Linked DNA regions of Mus musculus: regions 1, 3, 4 and 5 are each linked to region 2. The links are chromatin contacts, called in public HiCAR-type and HiChIP or PLAC-seq maps. All regions are on one chromosome and are shown on one strand. The core of a region is the stretch at or near the end of the contact, and the rest is flanking DNA. Distances in the headings are between cores, read along the strand shown.

Region 1 (5,200 bases), core at 2,510-5,009, 380 kb after region 2:
ATCAACTAAAGGACATTCCAGTGGATGCTCAGAAAACCCAGTCTTACCTTCCAGCTGCCTTACACCCAGTTAAACAAGAGGCCACCCTGTCCTCCCCTGCCTGTGCTCTCTGGGCAGATTGGAGCCTTTGAGTAATGCTGTGATGTGTGTGTGTGTGTGTGTGTGTGTGTGTGTGTGTGTGTGTGTGTGTGTGTATGTGTGTGGGGGTGGGTGGGGTGCACACACACACATGTGTGCACATGTGAATAGGTGTTGGGTGGTTAACTTTTTCTTTTCCACTCTGTGAATGGAACTCTCTCTCTCACTACTGTTGTTTTTGACCCATTATGGAGGCCCAAGAACTGGGAATTATCTTGAAGGGCAGGCCTTCAGGGGTGCCAATGCAGCAGCTGCAGATCCCTGGAGAGAGACAAAAGTGAGTGTGTGTGTGTGTGTTTGATGTGTGTGTGTATGTCCACACATGTGTGCATGTACACGTGGTGGATATTTCATGAGTGTGGGACTTTATAATTTGTGTTGCATTTATTTTCTATTATTTTGGTACAGCTGAAATTCCCAGAGGGCAAACCAAGAACAAAACTACTGGGCCACAGGACCCTGTGGTACCTCACAGTATGGTTCTGGAACTCCGCAAGATTTAGTCCACTAATTTTTGGAAGTTCAAGACACAGCTGGGCACAAAAGTCATAAGAGAAGAGGGGGAAAACATACAGTTCAGGAGAGAAAAGGAATGTTGCTTCTGGTTGCTGATGTGCGAGTACGTATACCAAACAAGACCTTCACTCCCCACTGTGGGGGCTGTCCTTTGTCACTGGACGTCTGCTCCTTTTCTAGGGGGGAGCCCTGTACAGAGGAAAGGAAATGAGTCACATGCAGAGAGAGCACCTCCATGCCCCATGCGCTCAAGTTTGTATGATATTATGTAAATTAATGGAGAACTCTTGACTCTTTCCATTCTCGTCCCTTTCCTCTTGATCTTCAAGGCCATGAATCCCAAAATAGCTATCTATCTTAGAGGCTAGCACCCAAACTGAGGTGCCATCCAAACTGACAAGGCCGTCCAGGTATCTCAGGCTCACCTGAGCAAATTTCGCACTGGGTGCTGGCAAGTGAAGAAGTCAGCCAGAGCTGTGAATGCCACAGGGCAGGAACAGCTCATGGTTACCTTGGGAACCCTGCTGGTGCCAAGTGTCCCTGGGGAGGCAAGGAGAGAATCCTGAGCTGGCACAGCCATGGTCAGCCAAGCAGAAGGGGAGCTCAACAGCTGCAGAAAAGATCTGCTTTGGAGACTCTGCCAACCACTCGGCAGACTTTCTCCCCCACGTGCTCTGTCTGTCACAGCCCCCTGTTTCCCATCTCTTCTCCTACCAGACTCCGCACCTACTAACAGCTTCCCTCCCCTTCCTCCATCTACCAGGCTGTAGGCCCTGTTCTTCTTCTCATCTGCTCTTTTGACATCCCCCCCATCACTGTGTGTGTGTGTGTGTGTGCGTGTGCGCGTGCGCGTGCGCGTGCGCGTGCGCGTGTGCGTGTGTGTGTGTGTAACTCCTATCAGGTGAAATATCTGATGGATTTCAATGTGGGTCTCTCTTAGTGTGTGTCATTTTGGTGCACTGTGTGTGTGTGTGTGTGTGTGTGTGTGTGTGTGTGTGGTATCATTGTGTACCTATATACAGGTGTGGTTGCATTTCTCAAGACCTCCTCCTAAGGGCCCTGGTCAGATTCTACAGCAGACCTTGCATGTGAGCGCCCGGAGTGTAGGCATACCAGGTGAACAGGGGCAAGCTGGTGTCAGAAAATGCTGCTGGCATCCAAATGAGAGTTTTTAAATTTATTTATTTACATCAAATGCTGCTCCCCCTCCTGGTTTCCCCTCACGGAGACCTCCCCGTCTCACTGAGATTTCTAAGGATCATTTTAGAGACAAAGGGCATATTCTATGATAAGGGAAATCATTAAAAAAAAAACCCCTCAGTTTTGTTTAAATTGACAATTTTCTTTTTCTTTGACAAGCTAGACTTTTAAGGTGAAAGAAAGACTCTTGGATTGAGAGGTCTTTTGTTTTCTCTGTGGGCATCCTGAGCTGAGCAGGGATAAGCAGGTAGGTATATATATCCATGAATACCCACTTGGGGCACTTTTCTGTGACTGAATGCTAATTCCAGCTGTTTTCCAGTTGCAAAAAGAAGGGGAAGCTAAGCCAAATGGGACATTTTGTTATTAGCTATTTAAACTTTTCTTGAGTAAACTTTCTTGAATATTTATGCTTTATTTTTAAAAACCCATACTCAACCATAAACAGATCATCTGCTCTCTCCAATTGCCCAACACCGTGATAAAACTTTTAGTGAAACTCACTGGCTTTCCTTTGAAACACAAGCATTCCTGAAACATTCCATGGACCCCCAGGAAGGAGATAGACTCTCTGGGCTTAGCTCATCAACTCAGCATCAGCAGAACAGGACCTTAGAGTAACTCTTTCACTATTACAACTGGACAGGGACAGATACCGATGCTGGGTTCTGATCCTTCTTAGCAACAAAACAAGCTGAGGCGCCTAATCAGGATGGAAGTCTCCACACTGACAGCAGACAGCAATCTCTGGCCCAGTGATCTGACTCCTCTACCACAGGGGATTGACCACTGGTTAAAACAAGCCCCTCTGATGCAGTTTCTGGAGCTTTCTGGCTGTGAGGCAGCTAAGGACTGCATAAAGAAGGAAGAGACATGTCTTGGTATGTGACACTCTCTAGGTCAGACTCTCCTAACTCCAAACCATAGACCCCAACCTTGTGAGGGGACCCTGGTTCCTACCCAGGTCAAGTTCCAATAGCTGGATGTATTCAAGGAGTACAGTTGCACATGCCGTGGGCTCTGTGCAAACCAGCAGCATGAGGCCACTTTCAACAGTCATTTCTTTTGCTCTCTCCTAGATTGGAGGTTTGGGAAAGTTGGGGTCTAACTAGGGCAAAATACAATTTCCTGTTTGCATTGGGGAATTATGGCTCTTTTCCAACTTTCCTTTTCCCTGTGGCTTTCCCTATGATCCATTTGTGACAGTTAACATCTTAGGGAGGCAAAATACTTCAAGCACTTCTCTCCTTGTTTGCCATGGCCCGAGGTCTCACAAGGAGCTGTGTTTATCATGAAGATAAGAAAAAAAAAAATCTGTCCTAGCTTTAGTGGCCAGACAGCTTTTCAGCAGCCTTTCTCATTTCTAGGGATCATGAAGGCATAATTAGAGAGCTCCCCCAGAGCCAGATAAGTCTTTATTGGCTTCAGGTCCTTCAGTGGTAGCCTGGGCCCTGACACCGTAGTGGTGTATTCTCCCCCAGGGGAGGTTTTCTACCCAAATGTGTCACCTCTCCTCAATAGGAAAGGGAACCCTGGGATTTTGCATCTCCTTAGACATCCATATACATTGTAAGAGACCTAACTAGAAAGTACCATAGTTTTCTCCTGACTTCGGGAAGATGTGTGATTTAGGTCTCCAGTGTTGCCCACCTATGTAATATTCATAATAATGAGGTCACAATCATCGCTCAGAGCATTTGGTGTCAACTGTCTTCTGCTGGGGACATTCATTCACTGATTTTCAATCATGTAGGGGAAGAAATAGACTCATGCACCCTCTGTCTTTGTTTCTGTGAAATACTGGTTACCTCTCATAGTTAGAGAGAATCTTCTTGCCTGGAAGAGTCTCTGCTGCTTCTGGCCTGATATGCCCCAGTGAACACACCCATCCCTCTCCAGGGAAACATGATGAGTCAGAAGATCTGATTTTACAGAGTAGCAGTAAGCCTTGCTGCTATCTTCCAGCCCAGACAGACAGAGGAAAGGGGCAGATTTTTTTTTTCTTTTTAAAGCAAGTCCTAAGAGAAGATGCATCCAAATGGTTCTGGTGCCTCTCAGGGTGCTTGACTTCTGGGGTCATGTTTACCATTTCTCCATCCATGCTGCTATGCCACAAAAACATTCTGTTGACATTGGTCCTAGTCCTTAGACTAGGCTATTACCAGCTATTAAGTTTCCTCCCTGAGGACTACATGCTCATTGTAGAAAACCATGAGAAAAGCATGCAAAAGACTGAGAGACTGGTCAGAATCCCATTGCTCTGAGGCCCCTACCATGGACCCAGTCATAAAGGTTCAGACCTCAGAACCTCTCAATGAGTGGTTGTCATTGGGTGAACCGATGGGGCCAGGACGACATGGCATGGCCAACAGAACTGCACCGATTGGCATCAGTGACTGTGTGTTCTTGGCAGCAATACGAACCAGAAGAGTAGCAAGGAGGCATTTGAAAGCTCATGACAGAGCTAAAGATCTGCCCCCCCTTCTCTCCCCTATTTCTTTTAGGTGCCATCTCAGTCTAATCATGGGTATAAATTCACCTTGGCCAGAGAAACTCACTAATTAAGCTACACTTGTATAACACAGCAATGGCTGAACACTTCATTCTGCTCTGTACTAAAACAATTTGTGACTCTGGGCACTGTGTCTTCTCCATACTTGAACTTCCTCATCTATAACAAGAGGACGGTGATAACACTTTACCTCATGGTATATTAAGGTCAACAAAGAAATTGCAAAGCAATTTACAAACACAAAGTGTCTATGAATTATGAGCTGTTCAAATTGCCCATTATCAGCAGTGCAGCCACTACAATGGAATGGTTCCATCAAGGCTCTGCCAAGAGGATAATGTAGAGTAGGAGAGGCCATCTTGGTTGCTGAACTTGAGTGTAGCTAGCCAACTGAAGCACATAGGATTCACTTCCCCTTTCAAGCCCTCCAGAGAAATGGCCTCCTTCATAGTCTTTACCCATTGCCAGACTCACTTTCTTTACTTCAAGGACAGTCTTGCAAAGTGCACTCCTGTGTGTTACCAGAAGTGATGATACAAAGAGATCATGTGGAGGCCAAGAGCATAGATGACTAAAATAGTTCGAAGCAGGCATGGAGTTAGTGCTGTTTGTTTGAACAGTTCTATTATCATTCTTAGCTGTACATGCTCATGTTGGGGAGCAAAGTCCTATTCTTGAAGCTTTTAAAGTTCTCTCATATTTAGAGTAAAGAGAAGTATGATAAAAGTAAGAGCCCACTTCCTCTTGTCAGGTTGTAAAGCTAGTGACTTCATCAGTAGCATCTCAGTTCTGGTAGGAGGTCCTGAGTGATGTGTCAAGTTGGGACACACCCCT
Region 2 (5,166 bases), core at 2,513-5,012:
AAGCCAGCGTGGAAGGAGTTGTCTGAGTTATCTTTCTATTGCTGTGATAAACATTGTGACCAAAAGCAACTTGGGGAGGAAAGGTTTTATTTCATCTTACAGCTCCCAGGTCACATCCCATGCCTGGGGGTGCGGGGTGGGTGGGTGGATTCCTGGCAGGAACTGAAGCTGAGGCCGTGGTGGAATGATCGTTTCTAGCTTGCTCATCCTTCTTTCTTACAGCACTCAGAATCACCTGCCCAGGGGTAGTACCACTCACAATGTAATGTGTTCGGCTCTCCCACATCAATCAAGAAAATGTCCCACAGCCTTTCCTACAGACCAATCCTATGGAGACATTGTCTTAAGATTCTCTCCTCCCAAGTTACCCTTGATTGTGTCAAGTTGACATAAAAACTAGTCAGAACAGGTGTGAAACAAGTATAAGAGGGCGCCTGTCTGCTCTGGGTGGGCTGTGTTCCAGGAAATGAAGATACATCTGACGATATCTCAGCCTCTGTTGATTACATAGAGAAAGCTGGCAGAATACGAAGATTGCTTCAATCAAAGGTGTGTCTGAGTAGATAGACTTCTTAATTTAAAAATTGTGAATATTGCAAACTGATGATCAGTTTGTAAGAGCATAAGGCATGAGAGGAAGTTGACTTGTGGGCTCCTCTGAGGAGAAGTGGGGGTGCAGTAGAATTTGACATTGCTCATGAAAAACCATGACAGAATGCCAGATTTCCTTAATAGGTGTACCTGGCCGTTGCTGCAGCCCAGGGAAAGAATGGGTAAATGGGTACTGTGTGAGCTCCATCTCTATGGAGATCAAGTGGCTTCGTGATGGCTGATATCAACTATGAGAAGGATGTCTATGTGAGAGATGGGTTAGATACCACCCCTGGGTCTCCCGAAGGCAAAAAAAGAGTAAGAGCCAATGTCTGGAACATAGGGATCTAGGGTAGGGTTCAGTATAAAGAAGAACTGTAACCATCCAGTCATGGAGCAGGCTGCTCGCGCCGAGATTTGCCTTTTCCATCATGTCAGGTGTGTGAGCAGACGCTGGTCATTCACTTTCTGGGATACTTTCTCAAGAATCACACATCATTTTATGTTTGACTCTGGAGTCAATTCTGACTTCAGGGCAGTATTATTATGAGCAGGAAGAAACACACAAAAGAGTGATGCTGTAGCTAACAGGGAAGAGAAATTTGAGGCTAGATCCTGCACTTAAAAAGAGTAGATCATAGTTGGGTGTGGTAGCCCACACCTGTAATCCCACCACCTGTTAGGTTATGGCAGGAGGACTGTAAGTTCCAGGCCAGCCCATGCAATTTAATGACAGATTGTCTCAAAAAATAAACTTGAAAAAAAGATGTGTGTGTGTGTGTGTGTGTGTGTGTGTGTGTGTGTGTGTGTGACTTGGATGTGGTGGATTGAATAAGAATGGACCCATAGATTCACATATTTGAATGCTTAGTCATTAGGGAGTGGCACTACTTGAGAGAGATTAGGAGGTGTGGCTTTGTAGGAGTTCATGGAAGTGTGTCACTAGGGGCTGGTTTTGAGGTTTCAAAAGCCCAAGCCAGTCCAATGGCTCTGTCTTCCTGCTGCCTATGGTTCCGAATGCAGAGCTCTATTGTGATAATGGACTAAACCCATGAAACTGTTAAGCATGTCCCAAATCACTTTCTCTTATTAAGAGTTGCCTAGGTCATGGTGTCTCTTCCACCACAATGGAACATGAAGACAGGGGAGGTGGAATACCTTCCTAGACTGCACAACAGTTTGGCTCCCAGTCAAGCACACACACAAAGATAACAACTAGGACGACAACAGCAACATCAACACAAGAAGCAATGCTGTCTAGGTGATCAGCTTCTTAGCCCTAAGCATCAGTATCATCTCCAATATGATATATGGTGGCTCAAAACAATCACACTTAAAAGGAGGGTACCAACCAACAAACATCTTTTGTAGGATTTTTGGGTTTTCACCAAGGACAACAACTTCAAAATGGTATATTAGTGATATCCAGGAAAGAGGAGGGCAGTACCCCACATTGGCTCCCTTCCTAAGCTGGGCCTAGGACAGCACTGAGGGCCACAGGATAGCAGGCAAATCTTTGAAAGTAGGCCAAAGGCCGTGGAAAAAGTTAAAGAGTTGACCAAGAGGGGAGCAAGAGTGGATTGTGGGTGGGTTGTGGGGGAGGGGTGCTGAAAGAGGAGCATGCGTGCTTTTCTGCCTGGGCACTGCCAGTGATCCTTGAGCTGGCTTAAAGACCCGAGAGGGAACCAAGAGACCCAAGCTGTAGAGATAATCTTGCTTTGACTTCCCACTGACCTTGTCAGTTCAGTTTCCCTTCTATTGTCATATGCAGGTACCCTACTAGGTGAAAAGCACTCCCACTTAGCTTTAGGGGTAGAAATAGCTTTAGTAGTGTTTGCATGTATGCCAAATGTATCCCTATTTTCAAGGACACAAATAGAATTGAGAAAAAGATAAGGAGAAGACACCCTGGCCAAAGTCGCTCAGCTTTATCAGGGCATCCCAGGGACCTCTGAGGATGATGTGGACTAGCAGGTGCCTGTAACTTCTAGACCAGCCGAGCATCATCTAAGAACCAAGTAGGTAATCCTAATGACTTCTCTTCACGAAGTAAATCCCCTTATAGAATTCAAGACTGAAAAACAAGGCACGCCCCTCCCCCACTAGATGGCACTGAAACGCCTTGTTCGCGATTTTCAAAATGCAGGGAGGAAAAAAAAAAAAAAAGACAAAAAGAATATGGTGGAGGTGCGTTCCTTTCGACTCACAAGTCCTGCTGTGCAAAGCTGGGTCCCTAGGGCACTCTCTTTTCCCCAGGGCAGCTCTTTATCCCTCAGTGGGGAACCCCGACTTTGGAGAGAGGGTGAAAACCGAAGGGTGAGCTTTAGAATGAAACCCCTAGTATGTGAAGCTGGATGGGAGGCTCCCAGCTTTGCGGCTCTGCTTCACGTGAGAGAAGCAGGGGGCGGGGTAGGGTGGGGATGGATCCTCTAGCTGGGGCCCACCTCTTCAAGGTCTGGAGTCTCGGTCCCACCTCAAAGAGGCCCTGCGGAGGCTAAATCCAGCGGTCATAGGGAAATCACGACAAACCCTATACCGAGGTTGCCTATAACTTCCTCTCCTCCAAAATCAACTGCCCTCTCACCCCACAGCGGCTCTCTTCTGGTCTTGAACGGATCAGTTAGTTGTCCCCTTTTCTTGCCGAAGAGTAAGGACAGGTGTGTGTGTGTGTGTGTGTGTGTGTGTGTGTGTGTGTGTGTGTATGTGTTGGGGTGTCGGCCGCTGGCTCACGGCTGCTCTCTGCTCAGTTCCAGGTAGAAACGCCAGTAGCTAGCAAGGTAGTGCTTATAGCTTTCTGGGGAAAAACAAAGATCAAACGAATAGGAGACACTAGAGGCGGAAACCGAGGTGCAGGGGTTCTCCCAGAGCCGGTTAAAGACCGTTCTCTAAGCATTTTCTTCTTTAAAGAACTGTGGCGAATTTAAGGGACTTTTCCACGGTCAAAAGAGAAACGGGAGACGTAGGCACCAACACTAAATTTATAATAATACACGTAAACATGCTACATATATGTATATGTGCATTAATATGGATGTGGTGGAGCCCATACCTACCTAGACACCATTGACTTGCCTGGCCAAAGAACAAGGCTCAGACATTTCGTGCCTGGAAAATGGTGTGGTTTAACTTTAAGAAGGCTAGAAAAATAAGAGATGAGGCTCACGTTGCACGGATGACATCACTAGCTTTTGGCTGCGCGCTCCGTGTTCTCGGCTGTGGGTTTTAGCCAAGGCTGCAGCGCCTGGAGGCCGAGCGAGTGACAGCGGCTTTCTCGGGCGCCCACACCCGGGCAATGCGATTTCTGGAGCCCCTGGGGTGCAGCTTGGGCTCTCGCTCCTCTCGGGCGTCGCCTGAGCCTGAGAGGCCCGGAAGCCTCTGCAGCTCGAGGAGGTAGGGAGGTGAAGCCGAGGCGCCCAGGCTCCCCCACCCCTCTATCCCCCGCCCCATTCACCCCAGTGCGGGGAGCCGGATCGCGGGACGCTGAGGCCGGGACGGGATATTCCACACGAGGCCGAGGGATCCCTAGTCTCGGCACCCGGGTGGGCTGAGAAGAAAATGGTGCAATCTGAGAGCGGCTGACCCCAGCTGGTTAGAGCAAGCGGTGCTGGAGTGCTTGGGCTCAGGTGGCGAAGGGGGCGGGTTGCTTCGAGCAGCCGGGCTCCGGGTTTTCTTCGTGCTCGCAGCATTTTCTCAGCACCTGGGCATCTCGCACGCGGGGCTGCGGAAGGCCAGGTGAAGTGGAGCAGAAGGGATATTGGAGAGGGCCGGGTGCACACACTCCAGGAAGAAGAAGGCGCTGGAGAGAGCCGCATGACACCGGGGAGGCTGGCGGCTGGGCGGGCAGCTCGCCACCCCTGAGCGACCTGTCCATGGTGTTGAAGGAGCTCCGAGCGCTCCGGGTGCGCCCTCCTCTGTGCAGTCCGTCCCTAACGCCCGTCAGCTGCCGCCCAGTCTCTGCAAACCCCGGGCCCTGAACAGTCGCGTAACGCCGCCCGAGTGTCCCCGCTGTCCAAAAGCGGAGCTGTCTTAATGGGGAGGCCAGAGGCAGGCCATCCGGGAGCTCGCGGGCAAAGGCTGGTAGAGACCATGCGTCTGCGGGCAGCTCGCTTCTGAGAGCACCCGTGGGGTCGGCAGGAGTCAAGGACCTAGTGGTGATCAGAGGACTCAGGCTTTGAAAAGACCCAACCTGGAAAAGAACAGTTCTGGGCACGCGTCCCCGGCCTTCGGCTGCAGACCGAAAAGGGGAGGAGAGTCCCAGAGAAAGAGATCCAGGCTGCACTCCCTACTCCGGGCAACCGGCCGTGAGCGCGATCCGTCCTTCGGCGAAGTGTCGCGTCCTCAGATCTCCCTCCCTATCATTCATTCCCAGGAAGCCAGGACTGTCACTCCGGTCAGCAAGCTGCACAGAGAAACCCAGCAAGCCTCGCCGTGGTCGAGAGCACTTGGTGTTTAGTTTGTGATTGCTGGGCGGCGTGCAGAGGCGGACGGAGGGTTAGGACTGTTGCCCCCTGAACGGTGGGAAGTGGCCGTGCTGAGTTCACCACCGCGAGAGGAGGCTGCACCTGCCCGGAGGAT
Region 3 (5,340 bases), core at 1,925-4,424, 480 kb after region 2:
TAGATGTGTCAGGAGTCTGGGTCATTTTTCTACACACCAGAATGTAGAAATAGGTAATACAAGCTTTCACTCAGAGAATGTATTTCTTGAATGTGCTCCTGGTTTGAGATCAGGTCTTTAAGAAATCTTTACTTAAGGTACTTTTTTTTTTTTTTTTAAGCCCATCCATTCTATTTGGGTCTTAATCTCTAGGAATGCTAATGCTGGGTTTCTTTTGTTTGCTTTGATAGTGATAACCTGCTAAGAAGAGCAGCCTGTCAAGAAGCTCAGGTAATGCCATTTCCTGTGATAAAATTAAATCGCCCTTATCTCCGCTGTGCAGAAGACACAGCCACTCCAGGGACTGACTTACTTGGGGTCTTGCATCAGTGCAGTGTGACTATTTTCCCTCCACCTCCAGATGGATCAGGCCATCAGCCAACTCTGAGTGGAATGGGTGGAAGTTAGCCATCTGGTGAAGAACAGTGCTGACGCCCACCCTGTTAGGCTTGTTTACTCCTGGATCCCTCCCAAGAACACATAACTGGACGGCTGAAGAGCTAAGAATTGGCGTGCGTTTGCAGTTATCCTTGAATATCTGGCTAAACCCTGAATCTGGAATAGCCCCCAGGGATCTTGGTTCAGAACAGATTTTACCTCTGAAAGTCAAGTCTTGTTAAAATTGTTTTCTTCTGCTTTTAAAGCCCATGTCACTAACATAGCTGATTCCTAGCACTGCACTGCCATCCAGTTCCACGAGATGCTGCTTAAGCATTCATTTATCTGGCTGTGGTGGTGATAGTTGAGTTGTAAATCCTTTCAGATTTAACACCCTGGCTTTCCTCTCTTCCCTATTTGTAGTTTATACCCTGCAGATGGATTTCTGTGACTCAGTACCTTTTTGTTATATGTCATTTAAGCTTATGATGTCAGAAATGCCTGAAGAGATGTATGAAAGTTAAAATGGCAAAGAAAACGAACACATTTAGTAGAAGTGGGTGTCAAACCTCATGTTTGTTTCTGAATTATTTTCATAGATGATAATGACAATAGATACTATTAATAAATCCTTCTTTGGCTCCAAATATGTTTTAAGAATTTGATTTTATTTCTGCACAGATATACCATCTAGTATAGCTTTAAGTTATTTTAAAAATTAATTTAAATAAGCTTTAAATTTTATTTTTAAGATCAGCAAGATGCTTCACTTTCAGGAAGCTGAGGCAGGAGGATTGCCATGTGTTTACCTCCTGGGTTACATAATGAGTTTCAGGCCAGCCTGAGATAGGCTATGAGTCCCTCAAAAAATAAGCTGTTGGATTATTTTTGAGTCTCAGTATGATACTCTAGAACATATATGTAATTCTTAATGATCAAATCAAGGTAATTATCAAATAAACCTTAATATTGAGTTCCAGGGAGTTCTGCTGATACACTCTCCTCTTACTTAAGGTGAATCCTCTGCTTATGTTCTTTCTGAATTTCAGCCCCACTTACTTTCCCAGGAACAAGGTCTTGTTAGGAACTTTTCCACATACTGACCCCTTACTGTTCTAATCCTCCAGTCCTCTGCACATGTTTAGCATCTTCCATGTGACTAAAGGTGCATTGATCCTCTCAGCTTTCTCTACTTTTCCTATGGTCTTTTTATAATCTAAATTATTGAGTGATTTAAAAAAATCATGTAAACTCAACTCTAGTTTTTACAAACTTCTTAATCCATTATGGACCTGACACCTGACTTTACAAGTCTGGCTAGGAATTCTTGGGACTAGGAAATGAGGATAAGGAGGGGCAGTCTAGTGCTGTAGATCTGGAATCTGGCTACAGAGTACTGGGGTACTGGGAAGAGATACCACCATGACCATAACTCTTATAAAGGAAAACATTTACTTGGGGCTGGCTTATAGGTTCAGTGGTTTCGACCATTGTCATCACGGCTGGAAGCTTGGCAGCATGCAGGCAGACAAGGTAGCTGAGAGAGAAAGCCACACTGGACCTGGCTTGAGAATCTGAAACCTCAAAGCCCACTTCCTAGTTACACACTTTCTCCAACAAAGCCAGCCCTCCACTAATGCTATTCCCTATAACTGTGGGGGCCATTTTCACTTAGACTACCACATTCTGCTCCCTGCTCCCCATGGGCCTGTAGCCACATCATAATGCAAAATGCAGTTAGTCTAACTTCAAAAGTCCTCAGTCTATCACAGTTTCAACCATATTTAAAAGTCCACAGTTGAAAGTCTATGATAATCAAGGCAGTCTCTTAACTATAGCCTCCTGTAAAATCAAAATGAAAAAAAAAAAAACAAAGAAAAAAGCAAATCACATACTTCTAACATACAGTGACACAGGGCATACATTACTATTCCAAAATGGAGGAAAGAGAAGGATAATGAGGAAGTACTGGACTAAAGCAAGACTGAAAGTCAGCTGGGCATACCCCAAACTTTGCATCTCCATGACTGCTGTCAAATCACACTTCAGCTCTCAAACTCCTTTCACTGTTTTTGACTGAAACATAATTCTTTCTCTTGGACTGGTTCCATTCCCTGATAGCAGCTTTCCTTGGCAGGTATCCCAAGGCTCTGGCATCTTCAACATCCTGGGGTCTTCAAGGCAGTCCAGGCCTCACCTTTACAGCTTCATGCAATGGTCTTTCTAGGTCTCCAAGAAGGGACATCTGCATATGCCTGGCCTCAGAGGCTTTCCTTAGTTATGGAGGGAGACTCTATAACTCTTTTCTTGTGTCCTTGACTCTATAAACTTAGGTACCATGTGGCTGAAGCTGCAAAGTTCTGCTGCTTGCGTGAACCCCTTATTCAAATACATTTTCTCCAGTTTTCTGGTTTTTTAATTTTTTTTTCTTGTTTTTTTTTTTTTTTTTTACTTTTTTACTTTTCAGCTTTCTGGTTTTGATAGTTTCCTTCACTGCCTAAGTTTGGCTATCCTGGAGCTTCCTTTGTAGACCCAGGCTGTCCTTGAACTCTAAAATCTACTTGCCTTTTCCTCCCAGGTGCTTGGATTACAGGTTTGTGGACTTGGCCTTATGCTTTTATTTAATTCCTTTTTCATTTAATTCCTTAGCTGGGTGGGGGTCTTGTTCTGAGGTCACCACTCCCTTTACTCCACTTAGCATCTGGCTTTTCTTTAATCTGTTTACATTCCCTGGGGCTCCTTTTCTTCCTCTACTGTACTTTTTGTATTTTTTCTTGCTTATCTTAAGTCTTTTGTTGTAGATCTGCATAAGACTGGCTTCTATTAACCACAGAAGACAGTCAATGCTAGGTTGTTTGGAAAAGTCCTTTGCCAAAACATTTAATCAATAATTCCTTAATTTAGCCTCAGGCAGATTTTTTTGGACAAAGGCAGAAAACAGCCACATTCTTTACCAAAATATTGCAAGAACAATCTCTAGGCCACATATAATATTTTTCTCTGAAACTTCTTAAGCTGGGCTCTCATAGTTCAAATCACCCTCAGTACCACTATCTTCCATGATCCTACTAGTATGGCTCATTAAGCCCGGTTTAAAATGTCCAATGACATTTCTAGCTCAAAAGTCCCAAAGTATTCCATATTCTTCCAGGCAAAAACAGTGTCAGGCCTATCTTAGCAATACCCCATTCCAGGAACCAGCCTCGATCTTAGTTAGAGTTTCTATTGCTGTGAAGAGACATCATGACCACATCTCTTAGAAAGGCATTTAATCAGGCCAGCTTAAAGTTTAGAGGTTTACTCCATTGTCATAATGGCAGGAAGCATGGCAGTATGCAGGTAGATGTGGTGTTAGACAGGTAGCTGAGTGATCTCTACCCAAATCAGCAAAAAGCAGGAAGAGAGTGCCACACTGGGCCTTTCTTGAGCATCTGAAACCTCAGAGCCCACCCCTCAGTGACACACTTCCTCCTACAAGGCCATTCCTACTCCAACAAAGGCAGACTTCCAATAATGCCACTCCCTATGAGTCTATGGAGGCCATTTCCATTCAGACCTCCACAGCTGAGTTAGTTACTTCATTCCTGATGGAATCCTAGAATGAAATGGATCAGAACAAACCAAATTGATGATATATTTGGAGACTTAGCCAGAAAATGTCAAGATACAAGAGTAAAAAGAGAACAAGATACAAGAGTAAAAAGAGAACAAGATACAAGAGTAAAAAGAGAACAGAAGTGGTAATGGGCAGGTAATGTGTGTGTGTGCACTTGTCTATGTAGGTGTGTATGGAGGTTAGCATTGGCATGTTATTCTCTCTAGCTCTCCCTAGCTTTACTGAATTGAAGCTTGCCATTTCCACTAGACTATCTGACCAGGGAGCCCCCCCGGATCCGCCTGGTTTCTCTTCCCAGCACTGGGGTTATAAACATACACTGACACTGGAGATCTGAACTCTGTCTTAGGCTTGTGTAGTACTTTACTATTTAGTTACCCACGTAGCCATCTCCCCAGCACAGAGCTTGTTTATTTAGAAGGTGTAGAAAGGATCTCTAGTGGACAGTCAGAGGGGAGGCAGATTTAGACTGAGTTGTTCAATACAACATCTTGCTATAGCCATTTCCCCTCTAATCTTTGCTTTATACTTGTTTTCTAGAATTCTGCTGCCATAACCCAGACTTGTTTTTCAACCCCAAGACCTGAAGTTTTTGGCCTTTTTAGTGTTGTGTTATCATGATTCTTTTCATCAGCTCTCTTCCCTAGTTTAGATGTCTCAGTAGTAGCTCCCCTTCTGTTGCTGTTTTGAATCCTCACATTGATCCTTTGCTTCTTGATCTGCTCAGCCTTAGAGCCATAGAATAGAAAACAGTTTGAGTACCGGGTTTCTTCTGTGTATACAGATGGTGAAAATTAACTGGTAACAAAGACTCCCGAGGAATAAATTTAGTATAGACTAAAGGAAAAAGGATTGTAGCATGAAAACTGAATGTCCCTTCTCATAGCCTGTGGCCCTGCAGGATGTATGCTTATAATAAAAGGAACTAACTACTACCACTGGTAAGGAAAGCCAGGTTTTTGTCCTAATGTAAAATCGTCATTGAGTAACTGCATACTTTGGTTGTGATGCTTGTAGTGACTCTGTTATGGAGATCATGGATGAGCTTGTGCTCTTTGGCTGGATGACAAAAAAAAAAAAAGTATGCGATCAACAGCTGAATAAAGAATTTAATTGAAAATGTCTCTTTCTTTTTCAGGTGTTTGGCAACCAGCTCATTCCTCCCAATGCACAAGTGAAGAAAGCCACCGTCTTTCTCAATCCCGCAGCTTGCAAAGGGTATTTCAGTTTGTGACTTACTGTATTTAGTTTTTCTAAAGGCAAAGGACAAAATCTCCACAAAGGCAGGTGGTGGACTGTGTGCTACA
Region 4 (4,806 bases), core at 1,144-3,643, 340 kb after region 2:
AGAGAGGGATCTTGACTCAAACTGTGCTCTGCTGGAGGCAGAGGTCCCTTTTACATGTTTCATGACTCAGGGTAGGAGTGGATAGAATGTAAGAGTCAGAAAGGATGGAGGGGTGGCCTCCTTATGACAGACACAGATCCCCGTGCCCACAGGGACACTGTTGCGTTTGTTCCTCTGGGACAAGAAGAGAGATGGGGCAGCAGCAGATGTGAGGTACCTGACTCCATGAGAGAGGAAAAATGTCCTTGAGACCCTCTAGGATGCTCTGTGATGCCGCAGAGGATTCAGAGTTTGGGGCAGAGGCCAGGAAAAATGGTTTGGTTTTTTTGTTGTTGTCTTGGGGTTTTTGTTCTTTTGTTTGGTTTCTCTTGCTTAGAGCCCTGTTAGCAGGCTGGGGCTGGTGGACTGCCTTAAAGGTAGGGGAGGCAGGCAGATTCAAGAAGGAGTGACCAGCATGATGGGTGAAGTGCTCCCCAGGAAGTAAAGAGTCAGTTCTACGGGAAGGGGGTGAGAGAAGAAAACCATTCTGGAAACAAGTCCAGGCCAGAGCCACGCATGGAGAGGGAGCACGTGACAGTAGTTCTGGTGACATCTGTCCACACAGGGGAAGGAGTCAGCAAAGAAGCTGAGTTGGGCAAGATGCTAAGTAGCCAGCAGAGATACGGAACAGTCCTTCCGTCTCCCTTGTGCTGCAAACAGCATTTTTCCAGCTACCTCCTTCCTCACCAAGTCATTCCTGGCTTTGTCAGATAGGTCAGAGATGTATGGAGCAGGGACAGTCCTCGCTGTGACGCTGGGGCAGACCCTTGAGTCAGAGGATAGGGGTAACTGCGAGGAAGGGGCCTGCCTGCTCCAGGGGCTCAGACGACGGGAGGGGGATGCAGCTCTTCTCTGCTTCCAAGGTTGCGGGCAAAACTAAGCTCCAAGAGCCTGCTTGGGATGGAGCAGAGAACCAGTCCAGCAGAACCCTGGGTTAAAGCAGGGAGGGCAGCCCATCTACAGAAGCCCTGCTCTCTCCAGCAGCCCACCTCACTGCTCTCTCGTCTCTAAAAGCCTAATGCTGTTAGCCACAGCTATCTGGGTTCGAGTCCTCTCTACCACTTACCGTGCTGCTTTTAGCAAGTGGCTCTATTGTCTACACTAGAGACAGCACCCGTCTCTTCAGGATGGGACAGACTCACAGGAAGAGCAGCACATGCCTAGCACAGATGCCTAGCTGGAGCGAGCCGTTAGACACAGGCGATGATGTGCTTGCCCTGTGCTTAGGAACCCAGCTATCACAACACACTTGAACAGAAGACACTCACCAGCAGTGGTTCTCTCCTGTGTAGGGGTCTCAATAGATAGTCTTCCTGCCCTTGAAGTGCCTCTACCCTCTTCTCCCTACCCCAAGCTTAGGGTACCTGTGACCCTACTGTATCACGTGTTCTCGTGCTAACTGTTTTCCTCCTGCTTCCTCACAGATCTTCGTAGAATGACAGCTGGCTTCATGGGCATGGCAGTGGCCATCATCCTCTTTGGCTGGATCATCGGCGTCCTGGGCTGTTGCTGGGACCGAGGCCTTATGCAGTACGTGGCAGGGCTTCTCTTCCTCATGGGAGGTAAGGCTGCATGTGGCTGCTGGGGATAGGGAGGTCCTGTTAACTGGAACCATGGGCAAGTGGTAAGAGCTTACAGCAGAGGGGCATGGTCAATATGGTTCTTTGTGCTCCCTCATCTGTTGGCTCATCAACAGTCTCTGCCCCTGTCACCTATTGGCCACTATACCAGCTTTTCAGGATGTAAACAGAAATGAGATACAGTGTTCAGTGCCTAGAGTCTTGGGGACCTCAGTGCCCAGATGGAAGGGAGATACCGTAGCTAGGAGACTCACATGGGAGCAGGTGGAGACCTCAGACTTGGACGCATGAAACGACGTTTCATGCTCCTGTGCTCTGTATTTTAGTGTTGACGAAGGAAGGAGGCGTTTCTTCTCCTAAGAGCCATGCTCATCCTTGACTTACGGTTTAAAACAAAACAGTGGTGGGTCTAGACTAGATCCTTCTATTTCTGTTTCCTTTCTTACTACTGTATGGCCATTGAGTCGGCTCAGTGGTCTTTAGCAGACTGTACATAGAACTGGGGCTGGGTTCTGGTGTGAGCAGAACTGTCTACTTGGGAATTTCTCTTTTGAGTCTCTGAGTCTGTGGCTCAGCTCAAGTGTTGGACTGCCTGGAAGAGGTGGATGGGTGAATTGTGGGGCGCCTGGAGGGAGAGAGTGAGTGTGGACAGACAGAATTAGAAATGATTGTGGGAGGAAGAGAAAATGAGTCCCACATTCGGGAGCAGAGCTCAGGCTTTGGGCAGTGTGCAGGTGCTTGATGCTGGTCTCTTTTATGCCTCTTTCTGAGCTAAGGAGAGAAAGATGAGGTCAGCTGTGGGACTCTTTAGCTGCAGGGGAAGCTGGGGAAGGGAGAAGCTTGTCCCTCACTGTGCCCAGAGAGACATCTGGGGCATAAAAAAATCTGGTTTAGGAGAGGAGGAAGAAGAGAGGCTTTGTAGGAAGGGCTTGGGCCCTGAAGTTTCCCTCTGTTCCTTTAAGCACAGCTACTCTGTGTCAAGCACAAATGCAGGCTTCCCATGGAGCTGGTACTTCCAGGGGACTGACCTGTTACCAGAGTCAGGAAGTCCCCACGTCAGAGCTGCCACCCCTCGGACCTACACCTGTCGTTAAGGCACAGGCTCAGAGAGTGAGAGGGAAGTGGTGGCTCAATGATAGATTCTACACAGACAGCCACCAACTCCCAAGCCACACTTCTATCCTGTGGGCTTCTCTCTCTCTGGTAGGACAACAACATAAATGAGCTGATGGTTCTCACGCTATATTTTATGAGTATTTTCCCTGGTAAATTTATTTCCCTTCCACCTTTCATGAGGCCCTCCAAATTATAAGAAAAGATAAAAAGATAGAAGAAGAAGAAGAAGAAGAAGAAGAAGAAGAAGAAGAAGAAGAAGAAGAAGAAGAAGAAGAAGAAGAAGAAGAAGAAGAAGAAGAAGAAGAAGCAGCAGCAGCAGCAGCAGCAGCAGCAGCTGTATTCTGTTTGTAGTCTGTATCCTATCTCTTTGGAGACATAGAACAGGCTTTGGTATCCCAGAGAAGCTGAGCAAACCAGCCCCAGGCTGAGCAGGAACCCAGAGCCCCAAGGGCAGGACTGGCAGTCTGTCATTTCTCCTTCTTACCTGGCATTTGCTGTATCCTCTTGCCTTCTCTGCTTGCCTTTTTTTTAGACAGGAACAAGCTCACAACCTGGGACCTCTCCACTTGGAGAACTTCCCAAGAACTTCAGTTAATGTGCAGACTAATAGCCTAGCTGCCATTGCCTGCCTCGTCTTTTCTAGCTAGGTCACATGAGAAGGGCAGATAATAAGCAGGCCAGGATTGAGCAACAAGGGATAAGCTAAAGGCTGGGTCTATAATGAGGTCACGGGGTTACCTCCCACTCATTGAAAGCCTTGGGACAAAAGGCAGGATAGCAATGTGCAAGAGCCCTGCCCTCCTACTGCATGGGTAGCTACTAGGTGTCTGGAGCTCCAGGCTAGAGTAGGAGCCACAAACTCCTTTCTGAATACTGTGAGAGTGGAAGCCTTGATTTCCTCACCCCAGATAGACCTCATCCAGAGCTTCCTGGACCACTTCGACTACGCACTGATGCGGGCCAAGTAGTACCCACCCCACAGAGCTTTTGGAGCACTCTTCATGTGAAAAATAGAGCCAAGAACCAGTGAGACAGATAAAATCAAGAGTCCTTCCAGCTTCTACCTTGAATACACAAAGACACACACACACACTCTCTCTCTCATACCTTGGGCTTTAAAAATATATTTCTTTGGACATAATACTACCAAAAGATCCAGCAATACCTCTCCTGGGCATATACCCAGAAGAAGTTCCAACTGGTAATAAGAACACATGCTCCACTATGTTAATAGCAGCCTTATTTATAATAGCCAGAAGCTGGAAAGAACCCAGATATCCCTCAACAGAAGAATGGATACAGAAAATGTGGTACATTTACACAATGGAGTACTACTCAGCTATTAAAAACAATGGATTTATGAAATTCTTGGACAAATGGATGTATCTGGAGGATATCATCCTTAGTGAGGTAACCCAATCACAAAAGAAGTCATTAGATATGCACTCACTGATAAGTGGATATTAGCCCAGAAACATAGAACACCCAAGATACAATTTGAAAACACAAGAAATTCAAGAAGAAGGAAGACCAGTGGGTGGATACTTCATTTCTCCTTAGAATAGGGAACAAAATACCCATGAAAGGAGTTACAGAGACAAAGTTTGGAGCTAAGATGAAAGGATGGACTATCCAGAGACTGCCCCACCCGGGGATCCATCCCATAATCAGCCACCAAACCCAGACACTATTGCAAATGCCAGCAAGATTTTGATGAAGGGACCCTGTTATAGCTGTCTTGTATGAGGCTATGCCAGTGCCTGGCAAATACAGAAGTGGATGCTCACAGTCATCTATAAGATGGAACACAGGGCCCCCAATGGAGAAGCTAGAGAAAGCACCCAAGGAGCTGAAGGGGTCTGCAACCCTATAGGTGGAACAACAATATAAACTAACCAGTACCCCCAGAGCTCATATCTCTAGCTGCATTTGTAGCAGAAGATGGCCTAGTCGTCCATCACAGGGAAGAGAGGCCCCTTGGAATTGCAAACTTTATATGACCCAGTACAGGGGAATGCCAGGGCCAAAAAGCGGGAGTGGGTGAGTAGGGGAGCAGGGCGGAGGGAGGGTA
Region 5 (4,933 bases), core at 548-3,047, 450 kb after region 2:
GAGACTTTTAATTGTAAAAAGGCTTTGGGTTTTAAAAGAGATGGATATTTTAAGAATATGTAGAGACTGTGGGACTTTTAAAGTTATTTAGATCTTGGGGATGAATAAGAATGTAAGGGTTGAGGCTTACTAGTGATGTGTTTGTGTGTCAAGTTGACAAGGGGTCAATTGTACTGGCTAGTTTTGTGTCAACTTGACACAGTTGGAATTATCACAGAGAAAGGAGCTTCAGTTGGGGAAATGCCTCCATGAGATTTTTCTCAACTAGTGATCAAGGGGGAAAGGCCCCTTGTGGGTGGGACCATCACTGGGCTGGTAGTCTTGGGTTCTATAAGAGAGCAGGCTGAGCAAGCCAGGGGAAGCAAACCAGTAAGGAACATCTCTCCATGGCTTCTGCATCAGCACCTGCTTTCTAACCTGTCTGAGTTCCAGTCCTGACTTCCTTTGATGATGAACAGCAATATGGAAGTGTAAGCTGAATAAACCCTTTCCTCCCCAACTGCTTCTTGGTCATGTTTGTTCGGGAATAGAAACCCTGACTAAGACAAATGGGCTCATGGCTTTATTTTATTTTCTGATTCATAAGTGTCCAACTAACCTATTCTACGGTGGAACGTGTCATTCAGGGCAACTTGAATCTGTGTTCCAAAACCATTGCCATTCATACTTGGCTCAGAATACATTTATTTCCTGTTTCCTAGGGAGACAGCAGTGAAGAAATGTCTATTTTCTCCAGATAGTGACAGGAACAGACCCCGAAGAAATGATTCCACTAAAGTCTAGATTTGTGGATCCATGAATTTGATTGGGGTAGTGAGGAATTACCTATAGGAACATGAGCAACTTAGAGGAGGCAATACCAGTGAAGAAGTTCCCTCAACACTCCTCAGCCCCTCTGGCCCAGTAACCTTTAATTGCTTGTACATCTTGTGGAAGATGGGAGTCCCTAGAGATCAAATATTAGTGGATCCAGTCTTGGGACATCTCAGGCGAGTTCCCATTTGAAGATGTTCCTACTGAAAAACTGTTCCCATTTAAGACAGCAATGTTGTGCCCTCAGGGCAGACTTCTAAGAGTCCTCTTTGCAGCAAAATCTGTTTTATTTTGTTGACATCTTCCTCGCAGTGAAAGGTGGCAAGATAAAAAGTTTTTGTAACTGCCTTGGTGTAAGGCAGCTAACAGGAAGCTTCTCTGCACCTGCCCTTCATCTTCAGCCCAGCGATCTTTATATTTTAACAAGACACATTTTTCTGTTGTCCAACACCCCTGTGGGCTCTCCTGCTGCATGGCTCCCTTTTCTCATAGCTCTTTCTGCCTCCAGCACACAGGCCTAAGGGTTCTGTGATTTTGTGCCTGATTTCCCCAGCCTCAGCCCCACTCCCACCCCACCCTGCTCTTCCGTGCATCCAGACCTGATCATCATCTTCCTGCTCTCTGGAGCTCAAACTTCCGCTCGTTAATTTAACACAGTGCCTCCTCATCTCCCGCCCTGTCGCTGGGTTTTGTTTTATTTTGTTTCATTTACCACTATGCCTTAGCCATTTAATTACTTTCTGATTTAGTTCCAAATCGTAAAACTGTTCTTATTATGTATTGTGAACTTTCCAGAAACGACTGGCTGGCGACAGATGGATAGATGAAAGATTGAATGAACAAGTAATGTGAGAGAAAGGGAAGGGAGGGCGGTGGCTGCTGCGAGCCCATCCCTAGGTCACGGGAGGGCTCGCCCCCGCCTGGCTCGCGCTGCTCCGCGTCGGAACCCGAGAGCAGAGGGAGCGGTTTCCCTGAAAAGAGAGGGAGAGTTTTGTGAGAGCACACAGGAAAGGCCGGGCGCTGAGCGGCGGGCAGCGGTGAGTTCGGGGAGCAAGCTAGGGCCGCGGGATGTGTGTTGTCAGGGTGTGGAGCGCAGCCGCTGGTGGCTGCGTTGAGCAGAGCGTCCGGGGAACCCGCCTGGCGTCCGGGGATCGGCCACGCGGTTGCTGACTGCGGTGGGGCGGGAGGAGGGGAGATTGGGCCGGGCCAGCATGGCGTGCACGCCCGTTGTCCCTGCGAGTCAGGTGTGCCGGTTCGAGTCCCAGAGCCGTCCCTAACCTGTGAACCCCTCAGCTACTTCCCACCTTGGGCTGTGGGGTACTCCGGAACAAAAAAACGGGGCCAGTAATATTTGAACCCTAAAGGGTGGGTCGGTTCATTCGTTCTATTTATTAGGTTCTGCAGATGTGGATGACTAGAATCTGTTCTAAAAAGCTCTTTAGTGAGAAAACCCCTACTTTTCTTGTCAGAAGAGGGTCAGAATTTGAGAGTTTTTGGGTTTGGGGAAAGCCTGTTTGGAAGGCAAAGATATGTTAATTTAGGCATAAAATTTGAGATTTTTAACTGACATTAGTGAGAATGAAAATTTTGGCTACTGAGAAGGGAATATACACTGAATGTATTACAGATTGTGAAGACAAATACAGATTTTATTCACAACTGCTTCACTGCAAAAATTAATGGTGTTTCCCTTTTTCTCTAGGGAAAATGTTAATTGACTTATCCAGGGTCTCACCATCTGTAAACGACAAAGCTAGGATTTCGTTAAGCACCTTGGCCAGTCCTCTTTGCACACTAGGCTGCCTGCATATTTCCCTCATCTTTTAATAATATAGAAAGCATTTAAGACAGGGTGGGCGTGGCTTTTTAAAAAGACAGTCCACTCAGAGTGTTGTCGACTGTCCGATATTCGTTCCATGCCCCTCTCTACTTGGGTGATGTTCCAGCCTTCCAGCAGGTGGAACAGTCTAGAGTCTCCTTAACTGCACACTGTTTCCCCACAAACCTACAATGTAAATCCAAAGCCTTGAAATCACTTAACAATCCGTTGCCCAAGCACAAAACCTGGCTCCGTTTCCTCGTCCTTCACCTCTTGCAATCAGTTGATCATCAAGCCCTGCCCATTTCTATTTCATAAAGACCTCCAAATCATTTGTTGACTCTTGTCTAGAATTTGTGGCAGTCACCCCTCGAATGGCTCCTTTTAGATTTACTTTCAGGTTCTGGCAGTCTGTTTTATATTCTGCACCTCAAATGTGATTGTTATTCATCTGCTAAAAAAAAAAAATCTCAAGTTTTAAACATAATATTGTTTTAAACATAATATCCAAAGACCTTAGTGCGGATTCAAAGCCTTTTCAAATCTTCCCCCTCCCCATGACCCCATCGTTCATCTTAAAACATTGATTTTTAATGTCTGGTGTGTTTGCAACCTCCATTGCAATTATGTTAGTAACTGCTAACTAAAAATCATATGACTACTCAGTTCAGGAACAAAGTAGGCTTTTGGGGAAGGAAGATGATGACCAAGAATATATATTTACAACAAATTTTGTGCATTTTAAATAAGGTTTAATAAAGACAGTAAGGGCTGGGAGTCACTGTTGTAGATGCTATCCTGTATGTATAATATCGATGGTGTTTAGGGCATGGTCATCCCCAAGTCGTACATTGGCAGTTGGGGAAACAGTAGAAGCAGGAAGTTGTTGCTAACCTGAAGCAGACTTCCTGTATAAGGCTCTTGTGTTAGAGCTACCTGTCAGATGCTTGTAGGAAAAGAAATAGTACTTTTATTTCTTAAGATGAAGGGACACAGAAGAACCCAAACAAACAGACCTTGCTGGTCTTTTAAGTCATAGCACCTTGTTCAGTCATGTTTCTGTAGAACTTACTGCTTTTCATCAAATTGACCACACACACAGGGATTTATTTCTGAAGGTTCTGTGTCATGAAAGCTCACATTGAATAGATGTATATGCTTTTTCCTTGTTAATATGTCTTTTGTTATAAGATTCTTAGTTTTAGTAATGGTTGAGAAGAGAAATTACTTCAGTCTACTACTTACCTGTGTTTTTCAAATCACACACACACACACACACACACACACACTGCCTTTGTATACTTATTAGTTCAGGTCGTTATAACTGGGATAGCTTAAATAACAAAGATTACTTTTTACAATGTGCAAACTGGAAGTATGAACCCACAATGGTTGTTGGCACTGGGCATGGTACCCTCTTCCTAGTTTGCAAATGGCTGTCTCATTGCTGTGTTTTCAGATGGTTTGGAGGTGGAAGGGATGTGAGGCTGTCTTCTTAGAGGGGTACTAGTCCATTCATGAGGACAGCATCCTTAGGACCCCATTATTTCTACATCCTAATACCATTTCAGTGGGAATAGGTATTCAGGCCATAGCATATACCTAACTCCTTTACTCTGACTTCTGACCTGCAGGACTCTGGCTCCTTCAGCTCCATCCCAGTTAGGCCTGTTTTTCTGAACTCAGGGTAGATCCTGTTCTCATTCCCCAACATGTATCTTATGGTGTTGCAGCTTTGCCTGTATGGTTGTATTGCAGTTAGGGATTTAAGATTTCTGAGCATTTGAGAGTGGGACTTACTCTTCTCTGCCCTAGCCCTTAACATAGAGTAGGTATTCATTAAAGGCCTCTTGAATGAATAAGTGATTAGGATCAGATGAGAGAGGTCAATTATGTGGACCTTTGGGAATTTTCTTTTTCTTTTTCTTTTGTATCAGCCTAGATGGCTTCATTGATGTTTGCAGTGTGGCTTTTTCTTCCTAGGAGAGGGATTTTAACCAAGGGAAGTTACAGAGAGAAATAATTTTTATCTGTTTAGATAATAATATATATATATATATATATATATATATATATATATATATATATAGTGAGAGGGAGAGAGAGTGCGCACAATTGTAAGATGTCATTTAGCACCCTACAACTTAGAGGATATTATGTAAAAGTTCTGCTTTTATTTATTGGTATTTTGGTTGGTTGTCTTCTTTGAATGTAATTGGGATAACACTAGTTTTAAATGCCTTTTACTCTGCTAATTTTATTTAACATTGTATTTGGTTGTTTTTTTCTATATCTATGAAA

What was found. HiCAR-type assays count read pairs that join an accessible place to other places. HiChIP or PLAC-seq counts read pairs in DNA pulled down with a chosen protein or histone mark.
Region 1: a HiCAR-type map of fibro-adipogenic progenitors shows a contact between it and region 2, with 12 times the contacts expected there. The contact joins the enhancer-like site here to the promoter of Tmem178b in region 2. A contact is called at or near these places in 1 of 15 datasets of contacts at CTCF or cohesin (the NIH/3T3 cell line), 4 of 484 Hi-C or Micro-C datasets (embryonic fibroblasts and embryonic stem cells), 16 of 115 datasets of contacts at active chromatin or transcription factors (craniofacial prominence, embryonic basal ganglia, embryonic forebrain and 9 more) and 2 of 9 other capture datasets (embryonic stem cells and pancreatic islet).
Region 3: an H3K4me3 HiChIP or PLAC-seq map of embryonic stem cells shows a contact between it and region 2, with 22 read pairs. The contact joins the enhancer-like site here to the promoter of Tmem178b in region 2. A contact is called at or near these places in 1 of 15 datasets of contacts at CTCF or cohesin (the NIH/3T3 cell line) and 19 of 115 datasets of contacts at active chromatin or transcription factors (VIP interneurons, differentiating embryonic stem cells, embryonic basal ganglia and 9 more).
Region 4: an H3K27ac HiChIP or PLAC-seq map of SST interneurons shows a contact between it and region 2, with 4 times the contacts expected there. The contact joins the enhancer-like site here to the promoter of Tmem178b in region 2. A contact is called at or near these places in 1 of 15 datasets of contacts at CTCF or cohesin (the NIH/3T3 cell line), 2 of 484 Hi-C or Micro-C datasets (cerebral cortex and cortical neurons), 12 of 115 datasets of contacts at active chromatin or transcription factors (SST interneurons, VIP interneurons, craniofacial prominence and 9 more) and 1 of 9 other capture datasets (embryonic stem cells).
Region 5: an H3K4me3 HiChIP or PLAC-seq map of forebrain shows a contact between it and region 2, with 7 times the contacts expected there. The contact joins the promoter of Agk here to the promoter of Tmem178b in region 2. A contact is called at or near these places in 2 of 39 promoter capture datasets (cranial neural crest and neural stem cells), 10 of 484 Hi-C or Micro-C datasets (the AtT-20 cell line, embryonic heart, embryonic stem cells and 3 more), 24 of 115 datasets of contacts at active chromatin or transcription factors (SST interneurons, VIP interneurons, acute myeloid leukemia and 12 more) and 2 of 9 other capture datasets (embryonic stem cells and pancreatic islet).

The regions. Positions count from the first base shown.
Region 1 is chr6:40,246,397-40,251,596 of GRCm38.p6, forward strand. Tmem178b (transmembrane protein 178B) reads left to right here. Exons shown (of 4, transcript NM_001360978.1): 4 at 1-5,200. Among named protein-coding and RNA genes, the nearest start is that of Agk, 76 kb to the right of the region's middle. Within about 2 kb of position 3,760, at least 12 of the 459 cell types and tissues checked have an H3K27ac peak or open chromatin away from gene starts, as enhancers often do. A contact at or near this core is called in fibro-adipogenic progenitors, where this site is marked.
Region 2 is chr6:39,867,674-39,872,839 of GRCm38.p6, forward strand. Tmem178b (transmembrane protein 178B) reads left to right here and starts at 3,763. Exons shown (of 4, transcript NM_001360978.1): 1 at 3,763-5,166.
Region 3 is chr6:40,347,182-40,352,521 of GRCm38.p6, forward strand. Agk (acylglycerol kinase) reads left to right here. Exons shown (of 16, transcript NM_023538.2): 3 at 231-270; 4 at 5,172-5,251. Among named protein-coding and RNA genes, the nearest start is that of Agk, 24 kb to the left of the region's middle. Within about 2 kb of position 3,175, at least 7 of the 459 cell types and tissues checked have an H3K27ac peak or open chromatin away from gene starts, as enhancers often do. A contact at or near this core is called in embryonic stem cells, where this site is marked.
Region 4 is chr6:40,205,933-40,210,738 of GRCm38.p6, forward strand. Tmem178b (transmembrane protein 178B) reads left to right here. Exons shown (of 4, transcript NM_001360978.1): 3 at 1,464-1,601. Among named protein-coding and RNA genes, the nearest start is that of Agk, 120 kb to the right of the region's middle. Within about 2 kb of position 2,394, at least 8 of the 459 cell types and tissues checked have an H3K27ac peak or open chromatin away from gene starts, as enhancers often do. A contact at or near this core is called in SST interneurons, VIP interneurons and cerebral cortex, where this site is marked.
Region 5 is chr6:40,323,681-40,328,613 of GRCm38.p6, forward strand. It overlaps Agk (acylglycerol kinase), which reads left to right and starts at 1,798. Exons shown (of 16, transcript NM_023538.2): 1 at 1,798-1,850.